Linked DNA regions of Mus musculus: all the other regions are linked to region 3. The links are chromatin contacts, called in public Hi-C and HiChIP or PLAC-seq maps. All regions are on one chromosome and are shown on one strand. Each heading gives the region's core, a stretch centred on a gene start, on an enhancer-like site or on the middle of the called end of the contact. The rest is flanking DNA. Distances are from core to core; before and after follow the strand shown.

Region 1 (6,797 bases), core at 73-2,572, 450 kb after region 3:
ATGGCTTCCAAGCACCCCTGATGATGGGTTTCGGGAGATAAACTTTCCAGTCAGCAGACTCCAATTGAGAAGACAATGGATTGGAGATGCAGAGATTAACAGGAGTTTGGGTGATGAACGATTACTCCTATCTGGTCTGTGTGAAATGAAAGGAGCTTGCAGCATCCCCAGATAGGAGTTGTTTGGGTTTCAGGCCCATAATACCCTCCCTCTCTCCACAAAGGATTAGACCCTCTCTGAACAAAGCTAGAACAGAATCGTGTGGGTCGGCCAGACTCTGGGCCTTGACCTTGCTCTGCTGTTTCTGGTCACGTGCCACTTGTTTGGGATTTTGTTTTTCTGTGTTCTTCCGAAGGGCGACTTTCCCAGCGTCAAGAGCCTTTTCAAAGTCACAAGCGAATCATCCCTTAGTTCTTCCAGGCCGCTTTGGCAGGCTTTCTCTACCTTCCCCAAACAGGACCAAGCTCCTATATAAAATTCATAAAATTCTTGGCAGGAAAGAAACCCTCCCATTGGAATGAACAGATGTTGGGCGAGTAACTTTGCCATGATGAGTTGTTCCTAATACTGTAGGTCTAAAACGTGTGAGGATGTTAGCTTGTATTTTAATGAATGTCAACAAGTTCTGGGCAGTTCTTCCATCGCTATCTGTGGCACACACATAACAATCACACACCTGAATTTCTACAGAGTCCTTGGGGATTGGAAAGCTATGAAAAAGCGAAAATGGAAATCCAACGTGCATGCTGATGTATTATTATAAGCTAACTCTCAGAAACACCTTTCCTCTCTGCCCAGCACCTGGATGGTCTACGTGCTTCTCCTGAGGCAATTAGCTTTGGGGGAATCAGCAGAGACGACCAGGGTCCCCACCCCGGAGACTGGAGTGTCAGTTGCCTGGGCTTCTGCTGGCTGCAATGCAAGCCCAGAACCAGCCTATCCACTTTGGGATTCAAAGTCGGAAATAGGGTTCCCTGTGGGGTGGGATGCGGTGCGAGCCGCTCCGCTACAGCTGGCGGAGGAGACTTGGGACTGGACTGGAAAGCGGCGCATGCGCGACCCAGTGAGCATCGGGCTCCGCCTGGAGTCCCCGCTGAGGGCAGTTCTCGCTCTGCCGGAGCGCACCAACGTATTCCAGGTCCCCTGCCACGCCCGGAAGAACTCCTTAGCGTCCCTGTTCCTCTCCAAGAGGAGGTGGAATGGAAGATCGTAGGGTGTGGCTGGCGGAAGAGCCGATCGCCCAGAGTCCGCGACGCTCTTGGGCGGCCCCGGTGCCCGGGAGGCCTGAGGGCTTGAGCTGGAGGCGGGTGCGGCGCGGTCTGCAGCGCCTCCCGCCGGTCCTCTTGCAGTAACGCGGCCGCAGGAGGGAGAGCCTAGACCCAAGCCCTAGACTGACTCTTGTACGGGATTTCTCATTTTGACTCTCATCAGTACTTGGTTTGGGGCTCCTGAAACTTGATTCCCAGGCCTCTTCTTGGCGGATGAATACTGGGAGGTCGTACGATCATTTCAGAGAAGGAGTGGGTGGGCTGCAGACGAGGACAGGGTTCTGGGTTTGTTTCTTATCGTTTTGGTACCAAGGATTAAAGACAGGATTTTGTGCATGCTACGTAGGTCTTGGACAGCAGAGCTACAACCCCCCTCATTTACCTTCCCACAGAGAAGAAATCCGACTGCCCAGGTGGGATACTGTCACCTGTGGCTGTAAACTCAACTGTCTTCTCTCTGAACTTCATTTCCTCGTTGCAAAATAGTAATGATCTTATCTGCTTCCCAAGTAAGAAATGCAAAGCCCCTAGCTGTGACATCAGCTGTCAGGGCCCAAGAGCAACAGTACTACACACACACACACACACACACACACACACACACACACACACACACACACACAAAACAGGTGCAAAGAGAGACTTTACTCCTCACACAGTCAACCAGCAGATCCAGGGTCCTTTTTTGACAACACATAGCAGATGCTCAGCGGTCTATAGATCTTTGCCTGTGGCAGTCATGTTTGCTCACTCAGGCAGCTTGCAATGCAGAAAACTAGGTTTTTAAGTGGAGTTGGGGCGGTGGCTTATATGCTGCAGCTCCTGTAATAAGGTCAGAGTACAACTTAATTTTCCCCATTTCTTTCCTTATTTAGTGTGTGTGTGTCATCTCAGACAACGTGTGCTACTGTGTTCTCAGACACTTAAGAGGGAAGAAAGTACCCACTAAGCCACATCTCAGCCCATGTAGGAAGCTCGGACTACTGGGACCATGTGCTCTCATTTCTCCTTAACACCTCTCCCACACACATCTCACATTCTTTCTGAAGTGATCGTGTTAGAAAGTGTTAGTGTACACAGACTTACCAGTTGCCAGAGGTCTTTATCCTATAACTTCCCTTGGACCCAGTACAGCAGGCACATCTCTCAGGGTGAGTTACTAGTTCCCGCTGGAATGGAGCAGTGTGCAGATTTGGTGGATTGGGGAGAGCTTGCCTTCACGCCCTTTCCCAGACTTTGACTTTATCAGAGGATACCTCCTGGGACACCTGCCACTTGTGTGCTCTCGCTAAAGGTTGGCACTTTGCCTAGAGAGGGGGGAATGGGTCTTCTTGGACATGTTCTTTTTCAGTCCTGTTCTGGGGCATCTAATTCAACAGTCAGCGTGAACGGAGACAAGAGTCACCATGGAAATCTATTAGGAGTTTTTATGTGTTTGTTTGCTTCTGCTTCTTTTCTAAAAGGGTCTCACATACTCTGGACCTCACCCCCTCTTCTTTCACCTTCCAAATTCTGGGACTGTAGGCGTGTAAGGCACAGGCAAGTGAAGTGTAACCTCACCAGACTGATCTGTTGGGATTTTTTTTTAGGGGGGTCTGTTTTGTTTTGGGTTTTCTGGTGCTCTCTGTACCAGAAGTAAAGGGCTATGATGAGAAGGGCATTGGTACGGTGTTTGTAATTAGTCCTACTGAGTATGGTAGTCCGTGCTTGTTATCCCAACACTCAGGAGGTTGAAGCAGGAGGATTGAAAGTTAGAGGCCAGCATGGGCTGTTTCCCCAAGACTCTGTCACAAAAATTTTTTTTAAAGGCAAAACAGTTTAAACAAGAAGTATATGAGCACTGATGTAATAATATTCATTTTTAGCAAAGCAAAAATCCAAATATGGTATTTTTGTGGATTATGATAAGGTGTGAGGAAAAGAAAATTCCTGTCTTCTCTAGCTCTTGAAAATATCCTCATTCCCCTGTACTGGGGCATATAATCTTCGCAAGACCAGGGGCCTCTCCTCCCAATGATGGCCAACTAGGCCATCTTCTGCTACATATGCAGCTAGAGACGGGAGCTCTGGGGGCACTGGTTATAACGTTCATATTGTTGTTCCTCCTATAGGATTGCAGACCCCTTCAGCTCCTTGGGTACCATGTGGTTGCTGGGATTTGAACTCAGTTCCTTTGGAAGAGCAGTCGGTGCTCTTAACCATGGAGCCATCTCTCCAGCCCATCTTGTCAAATAAGGAGGTCAGCCAGTCTCTCCTGCCTTCTGTTTTTCATAACCCATGCATGCACCACAGTGGGGAACAATCATGGAGGAGGAGGGTTCCCAAGCTGCCCTTTGAGAATAAAATGGGAGGCCAGAACCAAAGTCTTTTGGATAAAGCACCACAAATGACTACACACGAACCCGTTTGACTGCCTTCCTTCCCAAGGCACGGATCGTCCCGCATGGGAAAGACCTCCCTCCCTCCCTTTTGACCCATTTTCATTCTTCCACCATACACTCAATAAAATAAAATAAATAAATGAATAAAAAAAAAAGAAAAAGAAAATATCCTCTCTTGGAGACTGGGGAGATGGCTCAGGTTGGTGAGAGCCAGAGCTTGCACCTCCAGACCTTCCAGCCAGGACTGACCTGAAATCTCAGTGCTCCCCTACAAGGTTCAGAGGGAGGACACTCTCCAGAAGCTCAAAGGCCAGCTATCCTGGGTCCTTCAGCTTTGTACAACAGAGACGCTCATCTCAAAATAAATGGAAAGGGTACGCGTGCATGTGACACACACACACACACACACACACACACACCAGCATTCTTCAAATAGAAAATGCAAAGATACACAAAGAATCCCATTTTTTAAATGTCTAATATTTCCCCTGTCCTTAGCAGTCAACAAAGTATTTCCTTGAGTATCTTATGCACTGAGCCATTCTCTGGATGAACCTCAGCAAGGACATGAGGTTTGGGACACAATGCTGATGTTCACAACCCAGAGTCATCACTTATTTCCTGCCTCATCTCCACGATGCTACACAGCGCTTCTGCTCTCCCAGGCTCTAGAGTGGGATGGTTCACTGCCCCTCTGAGCAAGCACTCCTCATGACTCTTGAGAAATGATAGGACATGTGCTTTATTAATATAGAGCGCTGGACAAATTAGAGAGCTTCCATGGGTTATAACAAGGTAAGCAACAGCTGTTACTTTGCCAGAACTACTCATTATGGGCCATTTGTTTGAAAGTTGTCCTGGTGGCTTAGAGACAGGGCTTTTTCCTCTCTGACTCAAGGAAGCAAAAATAAGTTACTATCAGGTGATGGCCATACTTAGAAGCTAAACTAAAAACGAGAAGGCTTGTCATCCTTGGGTGGAGGGCAATTTGGCTCTACTCTACAAACTAGAAAGTACCAAGTAGTAGAAAAAAATTTCCCTTCCTTTCTCTTTCTCTTTCTCTTTCTCTTTCTCTTTCTCTTTCTCTTTCTCTTTCTCTTTCTCTTTCTCTTTCTCTTTCTCTTTCTCTTTCTCTTTCTCTCTCTCTCTCCCTTCCTTCCTTCCTTTCTTTTTCTTTCTTTCTTCCTTCCTTCCCTCCTTCCCCCTCTCTTTCCCCTCCCTCCCTCCCTTTGCCCCCCTTCCCTCCCTACTCCTCCCCTCTCTGCATATGTGTGTTTTGGGATAGAGTCTGCTGTTTCTCAAGCTGACCTGGAACTTGCTATGTAGCCAGGAATGAACCGTAAACTCTCCTTCCATCTCTCAAGTGTGGGGATTAGAGTCTGTGCCACCAGGCCCAGTTTATAAGGCACTAGAGTCAAACCCAGAGCTTTGTGCATACTATGAACAAGTGCTCTACTAACTGAGCTACATCTCTCATCCCTTGGCAATTTGAGTCGGTCTCTCGGGAAGCCGAGGCTGGCTTCATACTGTCCTAGAACAAAGACTGACCTTAAATTCCTGGACCTTTTCCCCCAACCCCTTAATTCTGGGATTACAATACACACCATCATACCTAGCTTAATAAAGTGTGTGTGTGTGTGTGTGTGTGTGTGTGTGTGTGTTAGACCAAGTCCCTGCATAGCCCTTGGCTGTCCTGGAACTCACCATATAGATCAGGCTAACTTGAACTCACAGAGAACTGCCTCTGCCTCCTAAGTGGTACACTTAAAGGTGTGTACCACCATACCTAGCTGCTTAATGTTTTAAAGTGCACAGTTTTGTATCGTCGAGTATAGGCCCTATATCATACATCAAATCATTAGGCCTTATAACTGAATTCACACAGAGAGCAACAACTGCCCACTTGCCTCTCCAGGCCTCTGGCAACTATCACATGCTCTCTGCTTTTATGAGCTTATCTTAGATATTCAAGAGAACCAGAACCATTCAGTATTTGTTTGCTTAGCATAATCCTCCATATTGTTAACAATGGCGGGACTTTCTTTGTAAGGCTTTATTATTATTTATTGTCTGTCTGACCTCAGCTTCCTCAGCTCCCATATCCCTCCCACCTCAGGGTCCTGAATGGCTGGAGACTGAACCACCACACTCAACTGGAATCCATTCCTATTCTCTTTGAAATAATGTCCCACTGAATAAATAGACTTTAGTCATCAATTTCCTTGTTAATAAAGATTATGCTTGTTTCCAGTTTTGTTTGGTAATTTACAGCAGTACTTTTGAAAATTCCCATGTGTGTTTCCTGGTCTATGGGAGTAGAGGTTTTTTAAAAATATTTATTTGTATTTTTATGTATATGAGTGTTTTGCTTGCGAGTATGTTTGCTCACCACCTTCATGTGATGCCAGCCAATGTCAGAAGACAGCATAGATTCTTTAGAACTAGAGTGATAATGGTTGTGAGCCACCCTCTGGGTGCTGGGAACCGAATCTGGATCCTCTGGAAGAGCAGCCAAAGCTCCCCATCACTGATCCCACTTCTGAAGCCCCCACGAGGAGAGTTTTATCCAGGGTACATAGTGAAAAGTTGGTTTCTGGTTTGGTAGAGATAGCACTGCACTAAATTGCTGGAAAGCTTAGGCTCATGTGAGTATTTTGACAATAATAAAGTCTTGCAATCAGTGAACATAACATACATTTCCAGTGTGTGTGTGTGTGTGTGTGTGTGTGTGTGTGTGTGTGTGTGTGTGTACATGTGTGTACGTGTGTGTGTGTGTGTGCCTGTACTCAAATCCTTCTTTGTTCTGTCCTTCTCACTGTATAAATACCTCAGCTCATGGTTAATTCTCAAGTGTTTATATTGATTATTTTCTTAGCTTCTTTTTAAGACAGTTGGTAGTCACTCTCTAGGAAAAACAACTGATTTCTGTGTGCTTATTATTTTCTTTTTATTGAATGCACTTATCAGATTTTGTAGGGAATTTTTGGTAGCATCTCTAATATTTACCATTCATAAAGTCAAACCAGCTGAAGCTGTAGGTCAATTGGCAGGATGTATGCACAAGATCCTATGGTGAATTTTTAGCCCCATGTGAACTGGCATGCTGGCACGTCTGCAACCCCAGTACTCAAGAGGCAGCACTACATAG
Region 2 (6,296 bases), core at 1,367-3,866, 310 kb after region 3:
GCTGTGAGTGCAGACCCCACAGCATTCGAACTCAGTGGGCTGGTCTCAGTGCACCTGTGTACTCCTCCCTCCCCAAGTGGGGTCAGGAAAGAGAAAATCCCATAGTGGAGCAACAGGAAGAACCAGAGAAAAGGACCCCTGCCTGGCTGCAGCCTGGATGCTCATTCCCACCCTATGTGATGTTAGCATGTACCCAGCCTTTCCATGTCTTGACCACTGTGGACAAAGTATGTTTGAAAGAGAATGGACAACCTTCTCACCCTCTGGATCCTGAAAGCCCTGACTTCAGCTTGCCTGGAATCATGAGCAAAGGCATTATTCTAAATTATGCCTGCATTGTCGGAGTCTAGCACTTTTCATTTCTTACGTTTCAGAAGGCCGGGTTGACCCGCTGGCTTTCCTAACGAGATGGCAAATGAGATATTTTCCCTACTTAGCTGTGTGATCTTCAGCATCCATCTAACCTCTCAGACCCTGAGTGTCCACATCTACCCAGTGGGAGGAGAGGGGAGGGGAAAGGGGGGATTGGTGGAGGGGAGGGGGGAGGAATAAAGGGAGGGGAGTGAAGGAGAATCTCTCCAGATTTTTGCCCCGTAAGGCCATGTGTGCAGAGTACTAGTTAAAGGCACCACAATGGGCTTCTTCAGTCTAAGGTTAGTGATAGGATCTGGGCTCACTAAGTCCTTTACATGCCTTGTCCTAGCTGACGTGCACAGCATCCTTCGAGCACACTCTGTCTCAGCCCCGTTGAAACTGAGACTCACTTGGAGCCAAAAAGTAACTTCCCTGAGAAAGTGTAGAGCTAAGTGAGAAGGCCGAGAGGTAGGAACTCAGCCTCTGGGTATTGGGATGAGGGCAGACACCGTCAGAGGACAATCTGCCTGAAGAAGACATAATGCTATCTCCTGCCATAACACAACTCAGAACCTGAAATACTTCTGTCGTCCCTCCACCAGCCCCTCCACAAGCCCCAGACCATGTGCACTAGCTGGGGAGAGAAGTGATGGGACAGGGGGCAAGAACAGGCCATCAAGACCCCAAGACTCTGAAGTGAAGGAAAGGAGACATCAGTATCTAACCTAGGACAACCGGGGTGTACTAGAAAACGAGGCCTCCTCGTGTGATTTTTTTCAGAGCACCCAGTCACCAAAGACAGATGTGTGGAGAACAGCTGGAAAACAGCCTTTTATCTGCCACCCAGCAGGTGGTATAACTGGATGATATACTTGGCTCAAGTGACTGTCAACCATGGGAGGGAACTATCAAAAGATTCAACAGTGTTGCAGGGGAGTACAATGAGTGGACAGCAATGAGTTAAACCTATGTCTTTGGAATTAGCCCCATTCTTCTTCTGAGGTTGTACAAACTTGGCCCAGCTGTGACCCTTTCCTGGGTCTCTGGAAGAAAGGTGAGCAAACCTGCCTTAAAGGAGAGTAAGTGACAGTGCTGTGTGAAGCTGCTGAAATATCCCAAAGCTAGGAGCCAGGTGCGGAGCTCACCTGTCACAGAGACAGGGAACGGACTCTTTGCGCCCCTATCTGAGAAAACCCAAACATAAATCATCCTTTGAAAAGGGTGCCTTGGGTGCCTCTCCTTGCAGGGGCTCGAGCCCTTTCCAAACATCCACACCCCCTTTAATCCAGGTAAACACTGAAAGAGAAACGCCTGGAAAAGTGGCGCTTTTTTTGATGTATGCAGGCAATGAACAAATGAGGCTCAGCTTCTACCGTAAGGTCACAGGAGGCTCCTGTGGGTTAGGGAACAACCTGCCACTGACTGTTAGCTAAGCTGCCCTCAAGACTGGAGAGCAGAGAAGCAGCTAGAAAACCCCTGTTGTGTGTGCTAAGTATTGCAACTCGCAGTTCTAAGAGAATGTAAGAAGAAACCGAAGAGACTCGGACAACAGAGCTAAACTTTTATTTATCCCCCTCCTGCTTGATTTGAGTAGGATCTGTTAGTCCAAAAGTAGTAACAGGATACAAGGAGGGAGGAGGGGAGGCGAGATGCTTTAGACATGGAAATTGACGTCTTTCCCCTTCTTTTTAGTTCAAAATCAAAAAGGGAATTCAAGGAGAAGAGACTAGAGCGGGTGGGGGGGGGGGGGGGGGAAGAGAGGAGAAGAGAGCGAGGAAGAGAGGAGCCCGGAGTCGTCCGCAGTCCGCGGGCTTCCTACCCGCAGAGCCAGGACCGAAAGCGCTTTTCCGCAGCCGCCGCGGGCTCGGAGCTTTTAAGGGTTTCTAATCCTGGAAGGCTGTCTGACATCACCCCGTTTCTTGTCGGCTGATGTTTCGTACAAGCCTCTCATTTCCTCAGCGATCTCGGAGCCGCCAATTACTGCCCCGATCTGGTGTTTATGTTTGCCCGGTCCTGCGCCTGGCCCCGCGCCCGCCCGCGAGCCTGCGCTTCCCTGGCCGCGCGGCCCGAGGGGGTGGGTGGGGGGCCCTGGCCCGCGCACCCCAGCGCAAGGGAGGGGTCCCCCTTCATTTTTTTTCATTGACTTCAGCACCATGTGATCAGGAAGTCTGGCCTCCCTCCATTTCCCCTCCCGACTGAAGGGAAACATTGTGTAGCAGCCTGCCGCGGCCACTGGTGGGATGGCCTTCGCTGGCCTGACGTAGGGGGATAAAAATAACCGGCATATTTAAGGCCGGAGCAGGAATCCCGGCGCTCACACGCGGCCTGGTCAGTTCCCGACGCCGCCAGCAGCGCTCTGCGCAGCATCCTAGCTGCTGCGCCAGCCAGCTCGGGAGTGCCTGCACCGCACATCTTGCCCTTGACCTGGGGACCCAGGCCTTGGAGAGGCACCTCGCAGAGCCCTACCCTCTCCATCCTCGGCGGCCTTGCGTTCTGTGTGCTGCCTCCCTAGAGATGAGAAAGGAAAATGCACATCAGGATGGCCTCAGAGAAAGTGGCCAAGAAGCCTGATGCTCCCAAGGTTAATACAGCCTTTGTCTCAGGGGAAGGTGACAACAAGCTGCCACTCCAAAAGCTGCATGCCTCCAGCCAGGCTCAAATCAAGTCCCTTCTACACCTCCCTTTTATACTGGAACTGCGTGTTTCGAAGATTTACAAACATGTGGGAGAGCGAAAAAACAAAGCAGCAGCATTTATCAAGGCCAACTTCATCAAATAAAACAGAAAAGATCCACCATCATCACTACGCCCCTAGAATACCTAGTAGTCTGAAATAATATGATTTCCCAGTAACTTGTCCAGCTGTTGCCCACCCCACCCCACCCTACCCCACCCCCAGCCAGAACACTCAGGCTGCCCCCTACAGCCCTTCACTGGGGCCGCCAGCTATGCAGGGACCCAGAAAACAGAAAAGGAGGAATATTCCTTGTGCCTAGATGTGGAAGCCCTCATATCCCACAAGCACCCTCCCTCCCTGTGAATCTGTCTGCAGCTGGCATTCTCCTGCTCATGCCCTCGGGTAAACCTAGTGCCCTGTACAAGAATTTCGGACCTCTTATTTTTACACAAAGGGAAACTGAGGCTGGGCGAGGTGAGTCAATGTGCTGATAGGACTTTCTGCACCATCTCCGTTCAGTTGCATCATCCATGCCGTGGCGATTTCTCACTTCGTGGAAGGAAGCCAACTCAGTTCTGCTGCCCCTCCTCCTCAGCTCCAATCCAGCCCAGCAGAGGTGAGTTCTCTGACCTGTGGAAACCTCACCTCTGCTCCATACACAAGTTTTTACTCCCAATTAAAAATGAGAAGTCTCCCTGTCTTCCGTTGTCTAAAGTAACAAGATATTCCAAAATTTCTGGCACAGTGACTCTCCTAAAAAGCCAAATGTTATGAGGAAAAGGAACGGACACCCTCCCTCCCTCCCTCCCTCCTTCCCTCCCTCTCCACTTTTTGGTATTACAGGGATGACAAATATCTATTTGTCCGGGTGGACGAGGCAAAGAAGTATTCCCTAAGAAAGACTGAGATTTAACCACCTCAGAGGAGGAGACTCCAAGGATAGATGTGACTTGGCTGATTCTGCAGCTCCCAGCACACTGACTGACAATTGCTGTTCTTGACCCATAATAATTAGACTGAATGGATAGAAGGGATGAGGGAAGCCAGGTACAGCAGATCAACCGAGGTACATCAGAAATGTGTGGTCTGGTCAAAGCTTTAGTGACTAGTGATAGTCACATTACCATATCCCTGGAAGGTAGATGCCATTGTCCCCGCTGTGAGTGTACAGAAAGTGCCACAATATGAAAGTCTGAGCACAGCATTTGAACCCAGACAGCTTACTTCCAGAAGCTGTGTTCTTAACTACTAGGCTAAATTCCAAAAAGCTGAGATGTCAGAGAAGCACCCACCCTTCCCTAGGCACCTCCTTGGTTCCATGAGGCTGAGTCCTGAAGAAGAAAAGGCTTTGTCTCTCAAGGCCCCAGGTCTCAGAGAGAGAAGCTTGAACACACAACTGGACTACAAGTACCTCACAGGCAGACATGGCACACCCTCTTCTCAGTTACCCTACATCGCTGACACAAATGTCTGTTGAAATGGTTACTCCTTACAGAAGCCAACCTCTGGACCATCAGCCATCTTCCCTATTTGCATCGAATGTAGCTAATGACTATGACATCAATCAAGCCTACCTAGCTGCTTTTCCTCTGGCCTGAGAATATCTGAGGACAGAAATAGTGACTGGCCTGGTCAGTATGGGGACAGTGGCCACTCACTTAATATTGATAATGGATGCACACAACGCATTAGCCCTTCACTGCCCTCCTTATCGATCAGTATAGGCCCCTGGTGACCATCACTCTGACTTTCAGTGTCTCAGCACCTCATCTGCTGCCCCACAGAATTTGCCACAGATGTTTTTTGACTTCCTTCTTCTTTCCCATAAACTCACGAATGCAGAAACCACCTCGATTTGCCTACCACAGTACACCCCACTTGGATTAAAGTGCCCCACACATTGTGACGCTCAGTAAACACTTAAGAAGTCGATGAGCAAACGAATGAGCAAGTGAATGAAGGAGTATGCAAATGCATGAATGGATGAATGGATCAACATTGCGTGAAGCAAGCCTTATCTCTTCATTTACAATAAGTCTATTCCAAAAGTCAGTCGGGACTATGGAAAGCCACTGAAATAATGCCACTGCCCACGTTATATTCATAAAGTAAGTGCTTTTTGTTTGTGACCACTCCAAATCCAAGACTCATCCATATTGAAGATAAAAAAAACGACATAAAAGGGGGTCATTGAATGAGGCCCTTCTTCTCGTACAATGTGGGCTCCAGTGGCCACTATCGTTAGAGCTACACACAGACTCTCTTTATGCCTCTCTGTTTTCATTAGCTCGGGTAACTTGCCAACGAGTGATCCTTTGGGGCTGAAATTTTCCATGCTGGGTCTTGGCAAAAGGTGAATTTTGGGGAAAAGTTTGAATAAAATCCCTTCAGCCATTTTTTTTTTTTGGTTTGATGAGGATTAAAAAAAATACATTTTTTCCCTCGCCTTTAATTGAAGACATTTTTAGGCCACAGGAAATGCCAGTTCAGTTGAACTTTGAAAAAAAATGGAACTGAGATCTAAACCCACCTAAGGAAACAGGGGAGATCATTTGGGACTCAAGAAATTTTTTTAATTAAAAAAAAAAGTCCAAAAATGTCCTTTAAAACTGTGTTGCAGCAGCTTTAGCACCCATGGTATCTGCTCTCAGAGCCTGGGCTGTATAAGTCTCTCCGTTATTTTAGCAGATCACAAAGGCTCGAGCCATTTAGAAGGGTTATAAAGCTTGGATTTCAGCTCCTCTGCCGTGACATATGATAGCACTTCTCGCTTGCTTTTGTCTCAAGAATCTTTCTGTACCAGGAATATATGGTTTGAACAATCGCCTCTAAAGAGAACAAAGCTGGGGTTCCTGGCACGAAAGGATCGTTCCTTCAAAGCCAATCACGCAATTTGCTTTCGGGAATTTTCTCAGACAAATGCTAACTGGACTATTTTATCTGGTATTAGATTTTCTCAATATTCTATCCAATATCAGATTCTTGCTTTCTTATTCATGGGAAACTACCAGGCACCGGGCACGTTAGCATTCTTGCCACAACATTTTTCTCAGAAAGCAGTGAGGAGTTAGAAAAGCCTGGGTTTGAGTCTCAACAAATTCCACAAGCTCTCTATGACTTAGTTTATTTGCCAGAGTAATGGGAATAATGGCATTAACTCAATAGACACGGTGGTGATTGGCTTAGGCCAAATGTCCTCCCCTTACTTTCTACAGTAAGTGGTATGGAATTGGTGCTTAATAAACAGCAATGTCTCTTCCCCCAC
Region 3 (6,874 bases), core at 1,751-4,250:
AGGGTCTTCTTAAGGAAGTGGTATCTTGTTTACTGGGAGGGTGGGGGGTGGGGTGGGGACCAAAGCTGTTTTCTAACCTTTCTAGAAAATTCTGATCTGATGCAACTTCTCATGAGACTATGCCATATGCTTGTCCTTAGGACCCTTTCCAGGAAAGACATGGGTTTCTATTTACATCCAGGGATGAAAGAAACAAAGGAAGACATAGTTCTTTTCTCTTCTTTGCCCCCCAGAGATGGTTTCAACAAAAAGGAAAGAAACACTGCCGTGGGCTTGGGGTTTGGATTTCTAAGAACTTCTCAGTTTGGTTTGAGAGTGAAAAGAAAATTTTCCCAAATAGGATCTTGTCGGACTTTCCAATTATGTGCTTTAATTACACCAATGAGCCCTGCCCTCATTCTGCAAGTGTGTTTGATTCTGGATGCCTAGGGAACCATCAAGTCTTACATGGATTATAGCCCAGCCACTGCTTTTAATTGGGTTCCGCTGCTGTCATTGGGTGCACAGGAGCCTGACTATGGCCCCTCCAGTCTCTGAGAGGGCATAATTCTGACTGGAACGACACACTTTGGTTTCTGCTGAAGCATGCATAAGCCTAGTGAGTCTACAAACTAAAGAGCGAATAGGGCCCCCCTCCTCCAGCAGTGCTATGAGGGTAGACACATCCTTGTTGACTCCTGGATATAAAGACTTCATAGCAAAGTATATTGTGTTATACCTCATTACTACCATTGGCCTAGGAACAGTGGCCCTATCTCATATGCAGCCATTCACATGGAGGCTGTGTCTGCAAGGTTGGCATGACAGTAGCTCTTTGAACTTTTCTCCTATGGTCATTCCTCTCCTTGAGGCCAAAACCACCTCAGTCCTTTTCTCTCTGCTCCCCACCCCTGGGTTGAGTTATAACCTTGATTTTCTTATCTAAATTGGCTAATCCTGACACTTCAGCTATATTCCTCTTTTTCAGCATGAAAATTAAATTTAAAAAATTGAGAACAACTTTCAAACTATAAAACACTGGAACATCCTACCTTTGTGTGATAAGCCACGATAGCCCACCAGTTCAGTTGGAAAATATTTAGTATCTCTCTGCCAGTTCATGTGTATGGTACCCTGGAAGAAGACAGGGAAAGGTAACCAAATGCAGAGAGAAGTCAATCAATGGTCATTGTGCATTGGGTTGGGTCAAGGTCTGGTCTAGGCTCTTTACTTCCTTTTGCTCATTTCACACTCCTAAGACCTTACAAGAATTTGCTTCTTCTATATCACAAACTACCTCCAAACATTTGTGTTTATACCCTTAGATAGATTCTACTCTTAGCCTAGTCAAAGATGCTTCTCTTTGCAATGAATACAGAAGTGCATGATTGTTCACGATGCTGACAAGCAGTGATGGCTGAGCGATCACCCTAAACCAGGCATTATGTCACCCTCCTGAAGGCTCAGGAAATATCACAGGAGATGATCCAGAAAGTGGAATTTGGGGAGAAGGGTTGGGAAAACCAATGCAATCATGAATACACAGCAGCAACCTGCCATGGACCTGCATAAGATTGAGCCTGTTGACTTTCAGTTACAGACTAGGGAGGGGTTCACAGAGCCCCAACTATCCCTGATGTGCTATTGGCTACTGATAGATTCTGGTGGGGGGGGGGGAGTAAGACACCATCTTCATTTAAGTATCTACTAATAAACCTACCAAGCTCCAATGTGTATTTCCAAATCTATTGGTCCTGGTTAAATTCAGTCTCAACACAAAACAATAATAACAAGAATGACAAGAATTGGGGAAAGGAAATTGCTTTGAGGAAGGGGCTTGGAGGGGAATTCAGAAATGAGAGAGTGAGAATGACAGTAGTCAACAAAGAACAAATTTATAAATGTTTTCCTAAAAAACAAAAACAAAACAAAGGAGTTCTTTAAAAAGAAATCCATCATTTGAAAGAGCAGCTAATGACTTGGAGAGACTGTTCAACCCAAAACCACAAGTCTGTACTACAACACTTTTCATGTGTATTATCTTACTCTATCACTGTGACACATTTCACAGTGGGTTGTATTACCCAGATGGTGGTGAAATCCATCCAGAAAGGCTGAGTAACTTGTCTAATATCACACAGCTCATCAACTGCAGAAAAAGAAATTGACTCAAGCATATACTCCCAAATGTGTTCTATGGATTCAATATGTACCCATAAGCCCTTAATTTATGAAGTCATAAGGTGTATGGACAGCTCTGACAAGGGCCTTCAGAACAACGATATGTGGGGTAGAAAGGTTAGCTTTGGTAAGAGGGTCAAGAAAGCTCCTGCAGAAAGAAGGCACTGAGACACATTGAGATACAGGGTCTGCCATCTAGACTGATTCTTAGGGAGAGAAAGATACTTTCCACTACTCCAGCTGAGTTGCTGACTGCCATGTGAGTTTTAGCTTTTATTGATTGAGCCCCTTTTCTCTGTAGACATCACTATGAGATTATCAAGTAGAAAAGTTAAAGGGGGTAAATCATAGTAGGAATGACTTCTAAACATTCTAAACAATTCTTCTACCATTAAAAAGCAAAGCAAAAAAAGAAAAAAAGAAATAACAATCCCATTGAATAATTATAATTTTGGCCTGTGATAGTATCTTTCTCCCAAATGCCTACTGCTGACACTTCAGCCTCATTATCAACAATGACACAACCTTCTTTGACCCAATTATGATCTACAGATGGAGAAATGGCTTCCATGGAGCCTCTACTGGGCTTTTTCAGATGGGCCATCTAGTGTTGTAGAGAATTAGGGAAAGATTCCTAGAATCTTCCAGCTCTTGGATTTGTTTCTCCTGTCCTAAGAATAGCTAGGGGACTCCTGCTATAAAGCACAGACCTTGGTGGGGCTCGGAGGTATGCCAGCTTTGATACTGTCACATTAAAATAAGCCACTAAATCTGCTCCCAGTGAGGTCCTCCTGCCATTGCACCATGCCAATGAGAGTTACATAACTCTCATTTGAGCAATCTAAAGTCTTGCCTCAAATCAAAGGTTTCACAACTGCATAGCTGATTTGTAGCCTCCTGCATTGCACTGAATTTATTTGTCAGAGGCTGGGGAAGAAACCAGGTCAGCTCCAGAACTAGAGAAAACAAGAATAACTTCTTGAGAACTCACTACACAGGGCAGATCTTGAGATCTGAAGCCAGATGGGTCAGTAGAGTTGAGAGAGGGTGGGAACCAGAGATGGCTTCACACAGGAAATCCTGAACTGAAATTATAGAGTGAATAGTGAGTCTTCAGGAAGGAAGAAGAGAAACAGTTTATTTAAGCAGCGGTAAAGCAAGTGGTAAAGATTTGTAAGAACATACAATGAAACTATGGACTCACCTTGCTATGACTAAGCCCTTTAAAATTCTAGAGTAGCATTGTAACACAGTAGAATTATTGACAAGTCACCCTACCAACTCTTGGGCATCTGAGCTGCTCCCCAAGGATTTAGATGCATAATATGCAGTGTCCTCTTGGAAGAGTGACTGAAATTTTCACAACCATTGAGATCCAATTGAAATAGAGATCAGGGAGGTTCCCCCCAACTCCAACTTCTGTGATGGTTACTCAGGTAAGACTGAAATTCATCTTGGGCCAGCCATAAGATCCAACCCTTCTTAAAGGGTTGCAGTTGGTGACTAATAAAGAGGACATGTTCTGAGAATAATGGATAGCTGTGCTCGCTCCTTAAACATTTTCTCATTCCCTAAAAGGCAGAGAGGTTAAGTCACCTGAGAGAGAAATTAAGTTGGAGCCATACTGCCTAAGATGCATGTACCAGCAATGTTCATGGGAACTTGAGGAAGTGCCTCCCCAGGCTTTTTCTGTGTCGTGGTCTCTGCTACTATTATGTAAAAGAAAGTCCATATCCGTGGATCTGCTCTTAATTAGGTCAGGGACTTATTTACAAAGCCTTCCAGTGATCGGATGTCACTTTGGAGCCTGAGATGTGCTAATGTTGCTGCTGCAATCCCTCAGCCCAGAACAGCAGCCCCACGGGCACCACATGGCAGCCCATGTTGTTGTTAGCGATTACTCAATAATAATGAAAATAATCAATAATCACTAACATGTGGCTATTGCTTTGGTTTTTAATGAGTACTTTCCACATATGAAATTTCCTCTATTGTTTATAAGATCAGTTTCAGATAAATATACCTAACAATACCTCTGCTTCACAAATAAGGAAATTTAGCCTCAAAAAGATTGGGTAAATTGCAACCTATCATATAGTTAGTGGGACAAGGCAAAGATGCCCAGGCAGCTCACTCCGACTCTAAAGCCCATTGGATTCTTCAATGTGTTTGCTATTAAAGTCTTCTGAAGTTGTGCAAAATAATACTCTTTGGTCCTCAACCCTGTGCTCCTCAGTCCTGTCATTAGACTATCCTTTTGCTCAAATTGAACTGCTCATCTTGGGAAAAGACTGGGGTTTTTTGTTCAGCCCCTAAGCAGTAAGCCACACATATATACTCAATAGGCTGGAATTCTCTGTGCAAAGTGTTTGAAAGCACTCTTATCTCTCAGTGGGACCACCACTATGTCCTTGCTCAACACTGTCTCCAGAGGGAGGGAGGGAGCTGACAAGTGAGAGATGCCTAGGATGAACCACTCAGGTTATAATGAGCATCATTATTCTTCACAACAGAGACTTCAGATTCCAAGAAACAGGAAACACACATGAGGTCACAGAGCCTGGAGAATGGGGAACAGGAGCTCTGATGTAGGTTTCTTTGGCTCCTGACTCTCACATCACCTCTACCAGGAGCCTCTGACACCTGGCAACCTGGCAGTCTTGAATGTATTTCTTTTTATATCTGTAAATTAAAGAGAGATAATGAGATCACCCTTGCATTGCCAGTTTAGAAACATTTTCTCTCTCTTTCCCTCTCTCTCTCTCTCTCTCTCTCTCTCTCTCTCTCTCTGTGTGTGTGTGTGTGTGTGTGTGTGTGTGTGTGTGTGTGTGTGTGTGTTATGCACACTTGCTTGTGGGGTGAGGAGAATTTTCTCTTTCCAGTTTTATCGGCTTATTTACAAGAAGCATTGTACTTCAGAGAATCCTCATGAAGAACACACACGTGATGTTGGTCGTTATGCCCACTTCTAGGTGATTTAGGCATCCCATGGGCCACAATATGGTGTTTACTCTTGAGGTCATTATGACTATCCCATTTTTGTGACCACAAAATGTCTTTTCCCTTACAAATCAGATAGGCCCAGGATGCCTTGCAAAGTGAATATCTTACTGTATTTGAGACTCCACTCTATAGACTGGTCATGGGGAAAACATAAATTTCACCATGTTGATACTCTTTCATCTTTGGGATAGAAGTGGGGATGTCTTCTTCATCTCGGAGTCAGCAGACATCTATGATTAACTATGCAAAAATGCCAGTTTGATGATAAAAGCTGTACTTAGCATTGGCTCCTCGGCTAAAGCAGAAGTCTGGGGGATATAGTATTTGAGGACTCTTCTCCTAAATGGAAGCTTTTGTTAACATCAGATATCTAATTAACTTAGGCTTTAAAGTGACGGAGGTGCTGTGTCCTCAAGAAAGATGTTTATCAAAATAGTTTCATCTAACATAATTATCTCAGATCTGCCTTGGGAGAAAGAATTTAAATGCTTCTTTTTTAAGAACAGCCAATGTATTGAATAACATGGAAGCATTTTGTTGTGGGCTCCTGTCTATGCAGTTGAGGCTAGATCAACTTACCAACCAGCATAATTATCGTATCCCAAGTTTGTCTCAGGAAATGCCTTCCAGAATCAGGGAAAACACAGTGTCTGTACCCACAGGAGGAGGTGGCTCCCCCCGCGGGTGAGAGTCTCCAGCTGCTCTGCACTTATAATCAGATTGGCTCCCATGTGTACCCCCAGCCTCCTCCAGCTCATCCTTTATACAGTAATGACAGAGTTGCTGGCTGCTGATCTCCAGAACGGTATTTAGGACATCAAATGCTTCAACCACCACCTATGTGCATAATGACTCCCAAGTGGGTGCCTTTAAACCTGGCCTCCCCCTCCATCCCTAAGACTCCAAATCAGGTTCTACAGTGGCCTATTGGACTTCTGGGTCTTTATTCAGAATCACCAAAGTGATCTTCCTAATACCAAATCTATCCACTTCCTTTCTGCTTCCAATCACAAAGGAATCTTTTGCTTAGATTCCTCAATGTTAGCCACACCAACCTCTTGATCATCCACAGCATAGCCCTTATTTTATAGATTGACATTCTATTTTAGTGTACTTTATATTATAACAGGTTTAGATTTGTACTACACAGTTTATGAAGATAGCAGATGGGAAAGCTCCTCCATTGGTAAAATACTCATTGTACAAGCATGAGGACACAAGTTCAATTCCCCCCAAATCCTCAGCAACCTATCTAAAACATCTGCACACAAAGGCATATGTATATAATTTTGGTCCTGGTGAGGTAGAGATAAGAGGTCCTTGGGCTTGATGGATAGTTAGCCTAGCTGACTTGGTGAGCCTGAGATACTGAGAGACCTATCTCAGAAAATAAGAAGGACAGAATCTTAGCAATAATACTTAAGATTAGCCCCTGGCTCCCACATACAGATGCACATACATGTAATTGCATCTGCACATCTGTGTGCATCCTTCAATACACACAGAGAAACACATGCAAGTTGTGGAAATAGTAAAATAATTTCATGTCTCAGAACTATTACCATTAACATTATCAGTATTTTGCTACAAGTAAACTAGTATTAACACATTATTATATTAAGTGGCATTTATGCATTGATTACTTAGTTTTAACAGAAAATTAATTAATTTTCTATTTCATAAAACACCATGCCCAAATCAATTTATAGAA
Region 4 (6,770 bases), core at 2,771-5,270, 260 kb before region 3:
GTATACAGTATGATGCCCTTGTCATGCTGGCTAGAGCAGTGAGTGACAGCTCCTTGCTCTCATGAGTAAAACCATCCCAGGGATTGCAGAGCCATGAGGCTTAGCAGGAAGGGTGAATTAAACACATTCTTGAAAGTATTATGGACTTATTGGCATGTAACCTCACAGTAAGTCATGGGACACCTGTATATATATGTGTATTTTGATTTAAGAATACTTTAATATGTTTGGCTAACTCATTAGCTTTGAACTCATGGTTCAGTAAAGTCCTACCATTTCTGAATAAAGCTTTTTTTTTTTTTGGCACATGAATTATCTCTGTGAGCCACTTCATAGCCTCTCACACAGAGAAATACTATGCAGTTCTGCTGAGCAGAGAGTAGTGGAGGAGACCTAATTCCTGCTATTCAGGGGGCTGATTTTGATCCTCCTGATCAAAAAACAAGTATATACAAGCTCAGTGGCAGATCACTCATGTATCATATATCATATATGAGGTTCACTACTCTGTACTGAAAGAGAGAGAGAGAGAGAGAGAGAGAGAGAGAGAAAGAGAGAGAGAAGAAAACACTATTTTTAGGAGCAGTGAATTCACAATAAAAGGCACAAATGTGCAAAATGCATGGCACCAAGCATACCCCAAATAGTATACTTTTTTTTTTTTTATGTTGGAAATTGAATTAAAGCAGTATTACTTCAACTGGAGACAGGTACTTTGGCGATGCAAGTTTTTCACTGTTCCACATGTCTATGAGCAATTGTGAAATTATTGATTTGGGGAATTAAAAAAAATGTAGCGAGAAAGTTCACGATTACAGAATCCATGAAAAACAAGAATAGACAGTCCTACCCGCTCATAGAACAAACAGGTGTGTTTACGAGACTGCAGACGCTGCCCGAGACACTGGGGATTCAGCAATAGGGAAGACTGGCATTTTGAGAAAGGGCAGCTTATGAGGAGTATACTATCATCAGTGGTGATGGGAAACTAAACTGAGGGTGGTTTGGGACAGTGGGTTTCAGTTCATTCAAGGTAATCCCTGTGGAATCTGGCAAAGCATCATCTAAACAAAGCAGTCAAAGGGCTGCCTGAGGAATAAGCAGGAACCTGATTAGCCAGAGGCCGATGTGACTGGAGCTGAGAGAAGAGGCAGTAAGTGAGAAGATCACAGGGAGAAAGGTATGGTAAAGGGTAGCAGAGGCTTATACGGAACCTCAAGCTTCTAGACTGAGTTCTTGAACTGACCACGTCAGGAAGTGCAATAGCAACACTGGATGCTTGTCGGTGACCACAAGGCTAGGAAAAACAAACACAAAACAAAACAAAACAAAACCACTGTTACTCTTTGGCAAAGAGAGGATCTTGGCAGAGTGACAGAGGCGTCCAATCACCCACCCCTGCTTTGTCTGGGGCAGGAGAGGGTGCCTGAAGCTTCCTGATTTAGGAAAGTGACTGAAAAGCAGGCTTGAGTGAGATTCTATGATAACATGACCCAGGGCTGCAACGCTGGGGACAATTGCATCAGCATCAGCATCTGTCCTGCATCCCAGGCAAAGTCACTCACAACAAACAAACCATCCCCAGGACAACAGCAGCAGTGACGGGAAGGAAGTCTATGGGCCAATGAGCTGTGGAAAACTGGGCAGAGTTCTGCTTGCTGAGCTGGTCTGAGTGGGAATGCCTAAATATCTGCAGTTAGAACTCCTTTGCCCCAAGCATCTCAGCTGCCTGAGAGGGAAATTGAGGCCTAAACAGCCAAAGTGGCAAGCCTTCTGATCATGGTGCCCAGTGCAGCGATCTCTGTCACCAAACTGACAGCCTCTTTGGTTAATATTACAGTTTAGGAGAAGAAGTTCGACAGCTTTTCTCAGGTTGAAAAGAAAACAAAACAGAACGATTTAGTTTGTCCAGCTGCTGTGCTGAGTTACCTTAAAGGCTCAGGTGGTGACAGCAGCGTGTTCAATGACCTGGATTTATTTATTGCCTATTTTTATTGTTACAACCTGGCCATTCAGTGTCTGGCTCTCAGGGTGACCTGTGGACATAATAAGAATCCATCCCAAAGGAAATATTCTCAGTCAACCAGCCTGGTTACTCTACATGGAAATCAGTTGAGAAGAACTAAAACTCTATCTTTGCTTTTCAGACCGCACTGGGGTCGTGTCTACTTTGGTATTTTCCTGTGTGGAAGCCTCAGCGGAGTTCTGTTCCTTCAGGATTCTACCTCCATGCCATGTTGACTCTGAAGGGAAGTTGAAAGCAGTCTGTCAAGGTCAGTGGTACACTTGTCAGCCATTAGTCTGGGACAGGGTAAGAAAAGAAGTGCTTGATTGGCAATGCTTGGTTATATTTTGGTGGAAGTACTTTTGTGATAGTGTATTTCAAACTCCCAACATGTGAATGTATTTGCAGAGTTCCTGGAAATATGAACTCTGCCTCCACAAGCCTTCTCTGTCAGTCTCTGGCACACCTCTGAAGCTCTTTGAAGAGAGAGAGAGGACTAGAGTTGGGAGAGGTGGTTAATTCTGCTAAAAATACCAGACTCTCGGGAGCGGGGGAGATACAGTGTTTATAAAGCAAAACATGAGGTCCTGCGTTTGATCCCCAGACCCCACATGGCCATGGTTGTTTCTTTGTAACCCCAGCAAAGGGGAAGCAGCAGTGATAGATTCCTGGGACTTGCTGGTCAGCCAGTTTACCTATCTGGTAAATTCCAGGTTATTGAGCTATCCTGTCTGAAAATACTGGTGGACAGCATTCTTGACAGACAGCACCAATGTGGTTCATGTCATGTTGATTGTGTTGTTGTTCTGTTTTAGATAAAGCTTGTCCAGATTGAATATTCCCAATCTGTTAATGTTTAGCTTACAATACAGGACTCAACAGAAGTGTTCTTCCAGGTGGGGACCAATGTGTGTCTATGTGTGGGCGTGCATGCTCCACGTGGAACATGGAGAAACAACAAGATTCATGTAGAGCACTGGAAGAAGCCAGGCCAATTTAAACACAGGTCATCCTGGTCTTTGCTACAAATCTTGATGGGACTCTGAAGTCCTTTTCCAGATCCTTAGAATCTTTTTTTTCTCTGTTTTTATTAGGTATTTTCCTTGTTTACATTTCCAATGCTATCCCAAAAGTCCCCCATACCAACCCCCCCCCAATTTTGGCCCTGGCGTTCCCCTGTACTGGGGCATATAAAGTTTGCAAGTCCAAAGGGCCTCTCTTTCCAGTGATGGCTGACTAGGCCATCTTTTGATACATATGCAGCTAGAGACAAAAGCTCCGGGGTACTGGTTAGTTCATAATGTTGTTCCACCTATAGGGTTGCAGTTCCCTTTAGCTCCTTGGGTACTTTCTCTAGCTCCTCCATTGGGGGCCGTGTGACCCATCCAATAGCTGACCGTGAGCATCCACTTCTGAACTTAGAATCTTAATAAACAGGCTTGGAGAAGTGTTGAGAACAGGGAACCTGATGTGAGCTTAGCATTAGCATGTTCTGATAAAGCTACTGGAACAAAGTCAGGGCTGCTGGATGCCTTAGGGACTAGAGTCTATGACGACATGGGGCAACCACTAGGTGGGGCTGTGGCCGAGGGGACTCCAGGGTTTCTTTTATGTGGGTTCCAGTTTCTATTTCCTTATTCTCACTCTCTCCTTTTCTGTTCTTCTCTCTCCCTTGCTGCTTATCCTGTAGCTGTCTTAGCTGAAGAAGCCTGGGTTAGCCACCTCCTTGTGCACTGATCTCTACAGCTTGCTATAGCAGGGACCTGGGGCCTCAGCCTTCTCCTGTAGGCTGGGACACTGGGTGGAATGCTCAACTCTACTCTCCCCTGCAGTTTGTTTTGTTTTGTTGTTTTGTTTCGATTCGTTTCTTTTCTCTTCCAACATTCTCAGCTCCAGTCTTCAATCTGAAGATGGATAAATAAACAAATCGAAACTGAAATTGAACATTGGCCCCAAAGTGAGGACATCTGGGAGGCTTTTAGGGAAATGTACGTGCTTGCTGGGTTTCCGGTTACATATTTTATGTTGCCTGGTAACAGAGCTCACAGTTCACTTTCTGGCTTTCTTCTCCCCCATCCCCTGTTTATAGTGTAATTACTGCCGTGACTTCATAATCCCCCAGTGAACAGCTGTCAGGGGGGCCCAACTGCTGAATAAACAGGGCTATACAAGCTCTCCTCCACTGGCTGGTTTACTAAATAGATCAATATTTGGTTTGTAGGCAAAGAGATTAGGAGGTGGAAGTGTCTTTTGAAAAAGTCTGCTGGCTTCCCAGGGCCTCCCAGCACACCTGAGAATGTGGGAAAGAAAAACCAAGTTCATGGAGGGAAAAAAAAAAGGCCCATCCAAGCCTTTCACCTGCTGGAGACTTCCCAAGGAGCACTGTGTCTTTAGGAGGGCATCCTCTTCAGGAGGCATCTTAGGCTCTTAATTCTAAGTCCTAGAGAATTCTATTTTCTTCTTCCTCTACCTCCCTACCTCTCTTTCTGTCCTGGCCCGATCACATCCTCTTTAATCTTTCTAAATGGATATTATAGCCTCAGGGACTCCAAGAAGATTCAAGGATAAACAGGAGCTAAGCCCCTGAAATGCCAGGCTCCCTCCAATGCCATCTTCTCCGCACAAAAGCCCTGGTTAGAAATGCCATCAAGAGAGCAGCCTCTGAGGGTTCTTTGTCAAACTCAAGGTTTGTGTGACCCTCTGGGAAAGGGTTCTCTTGACCTTGATTTTTTTTTATGTGTAAGGAAAGGGCTGAAGGGCAGGGGGGCCCTGCCTGAAGTTTCTGGAGCCTTACAATCTAAACCTCTAGGCTGGCTGGCTCTAGGACCTGGGGCAAGTCCTTTGTGGATTTGTGCTCACACAGTCTGGGTCTAAAGGCTTCTTCCAGGTAGGAGTGAAGCAATGTCTAACTGAACAGAAGAGAGTTTACTGCAAAGGCCCAAAAGAGACTGGGAACTCCACAGAGTTGTCCTACCTTCCATGTGGAAAGGGGAGAGTTAACCTATTACTGTGATCATCAAAGGAGACAAAGGATGAATGGAATTTGCCTAGATTATGGTCTCTTTAAAACTAGCATTGTTTAATTTCTCCTGAAGCTAAAACCACAGTGAAGAAAGGCTTGGTTAAAAAATGGGACAGAAAGAGGAGATGCAGAGCTCCTTTTCTGTGTACAACTCCAGTAGATCCAACTTCACAAAGACAAAGGCACTGCACTAATTCAACTTGAGACTTAGCTATTCAGTGTCCTGGTGTTTCATCGTATTGTCTAGATACATTATGTCCCTATGTTGCAAATAATTGATGTTCAGAGGTCATCAAGACTGTTGTTGAGGGTCGGGCCATCTTTCAGATAAATATGTGCCCCCCCTCCTCCGATCTAGTTGTAAAATTTTTTGTGTTCCTTCTTCACCACAGAAGTGACTGATGACTGATGCACAACACATGGAAAGAGAAACGTCGACCCGATGGGTTGCTCCAGATTAATGACCTAGAGGTGGCAAGGGACGTTTACACGGCCTCTGATGCGCCCTTTGCTGTTGCCATGCAACAATATGTCACAGGCTGATTCACTCATCTCACTGAATAATGAAGTGTCTCTGCAGTAAAGAAAAACCTGAACTTGGCCTCTTTCTGTGGGACATGATGAGACTCCTCTGGACAAAATGTTACAAAAGGCCTAACCCTCCACCCATAATGGAAAGGGTAAGGGGCCAGGGTGGAGTGTCAGCAAGGTCGGTCCTAGACGCTCTCTAGAAACTCAATTTTTGCCTTTGTGCAAGGATGAATGGCAGAATCTGCTGGCTCAGGCTGCTAGCTTCTCTCAGAAAGACAGCACGATTTCACTTCAGTTTCATATAGATCCGTGTGTAGATCAGCACTGTGATAACATTCCATCGTGCTAAGTCTGTCCAAGACAACTAACCTGTTTCCAAGATCTAATTTTGTACGTGGGAATCTTGCCTTGCCCTGATTTCCAGACCCACAGGCAGGCTTGGCAAGATGTAGCTAGGAAAGGCCTGTGCTCTACCCTGATGCTCTGAACTAGAAATCCTCTTCCTCCTTGGTTAGACCAAGCACCTGTCTTGACACAGGTGCTGTCTGTGCTGGTTTGTAAAGCTTCTTATGAGTGATGGTTCCCCGGAGAACTCAAAACTCTCAAAAATATTTCTTTGCTAGTAAGTAAAATGTACAAAGAGCCCATTATGATAATATATATATGTATATATACATATACACATATATGTATATGTTTATGTATCTGTATATATATGTATGTATATATTTGTGTGTGTGTGTGTGTGTGTGTGTGTGTGTAAAGCCCTCCAGTTTACTACATCAGCCAGGACCTTCAAGTACAGTGTACACCTAACCACTGACTGGAGAGTTTGTTAAAATTCAGGGTCCTGGACAACATCCTTGGAGCTCCTGATGACCCGTGACCAAGAGCTTGAGAAGCTGCCCCTTTAATCCATGTTCAGCTGACTTTTCCCACACCCAAGGAGGTCTCTGTATGCATAGTCCACCATAGCCACTTGAGTTCCTAGAGCCACTGGAAGCTGATCTTTTAGCTGTCTTTTGACATGTATTTTTGCTATTTGTAGCTCGTTTGGTCCCTTCTTCCACAAAAGAGTTCTGGGATTGCCTGTCTTCTCTTACTATGAAAATTGAGTGGTTTTATATAGTACCATATTCCATATCCCACTGCAGCCTATATTATGGCAGTCAGGAGATGTGCAAGGATCCATAATCTACTTACTGACTCACA

Evidence for each region. Hi-C and Micro-C count contacts between places; a contact is called where the count stands out from the background. HiChIP or PLAC-seq counts read pairs in DNA pulled down with a chosen protein or histone mark.
Region 1: a contact with region 3 is called in a Hi-C map of bone marrow-derived macrophages, with 16 read pairs. The contact joins two enhancer-like sites. A contact is called at or near these places in 2 of 15 datasets of contacts at CTCF or cohesin (large pre-B cells and pro-B cells), 10 of 484 Hi-C or Micro-C datasets (the C2C12 cell line, adipose-derived mesenchymal stem cells, bone marrow-derived macrophages and 5 more), 4 of 115 datasets of contacts at active chromatin or transcription factors (bone marrow-derived macrophages, embryonic stem cells, extraembryonic endoderm stem cells and 1 more) and 1 of 9 other capture datasets (embryonic stem cells).
Region 2: an H3K4me3 HiChIP or PLAC-seq map of bone marrow-derived macrophages shows a contact between it and region 3, with 4 times the contacts expected there. The contact joins two enhancer-like sites. A contact is called at or near these places in 2 of 15 datasets of contacts at CTCF or cohesin (the NIH/3T3 cell line and pro-B cells), 4 of 484 Hi-C or Micro-C datasets (bone marrow-derived macrophages, erythroblasts and macrophages) and 5 of 115 datasets of contacts at active chromatin or transcription factors (the NIH/3T3 cell line, bone marrow-derived macrophages, cardiomyocytes and 2 more).
Region 4: a contact with region 3 is called in an H3K4me3 HiChIP or PLAC-seq map of bone marrow-derived macrophages, with 6 times the contacts expected there. The contact joins two enhancer-like sites. A contact is called at or near these places in 2 of 15 datasets of contacts at CTCF or cohesin (large pre-B cells and pro-B cells), 4 of 484 Hi-C or Micro-C datasets (cerebral cortex, cortical neurons, granulocyte-monocyte progenitors and 1 more) and 2 of 115 datasets of contacts at active chromatin or transcription factors (bone marrow-derived macrophages and large pre-B cells).

The regions. Positions count from the first base shown.
Region 1 is chr4:55,509,371-55,516,167 of GRCm38.p6, reverse strand. No RefSeq gene overlaps it. Among named protein-coding and RNA genes, the nearest start is that of Klf4, 20 kb to the left of the region's middle. Within about 2 kb of position 1,322, at least 148 of the 459 cell types and tissues checked have an H3K27ac peak or open chromatin away from gene starts, as enhancers often do. A contact at or near this core is called in bone marrow-derived macrophages, where this site is marked.
Region 2 is chr4:55,647,586-55,653,881 of GRCm38.p6, reverse strand. No RefSeq gene overlaps it. Among named protein-coding and RNA genes, the nearest start is that of Gm12511, 79 kb to the right of the region's middle. Within about 2 kb of position 2,616, at least 310 of the 459 cell types and tissues checked have an H3K27ac peak or open chromatin away from gene starts, as enhancers often do. A contact at or near this core is called in bone marrow-derived macrophages, where this site is marked.
Region 3 is chr4:55,956,372-55,963,245 of GRCm38.p6, reverse strand. No RefSeq gene overlaps it. Among named protein-coding and RNA genes, the nearest start is that of Gm34482, 6.4 kb to the right of the region's middle. Within about 2 kb of position 3,000, at least 26 of the 459 cell types and tissues checked have an H3K27ac peak or open chromatin away from gene starts, as enhancers often do. A contact at or near this core is called in bone marrow-derived macrophages and granulocyte-monocyte progenitors, where this site is marked.
Region 4 is chr4:56,219,466-56,226,235 of GRCm38.p6, reverse strand. No RefSeq gene overlaps it. Among named protein-coding and RNA genes, the nearest start is that of Gm42291, 93 kb to the left of the region's middle. Within about 2 kb of position 4,020, at least 165 of the 459 cell types and tissues checked have an H3K27ac peak or open chromatin away from gene starts, as enhancers often do. A contact at or near this core is called in bone marrow-derived macrophages and granulocyte-monocyte progenitors, where this site is marked.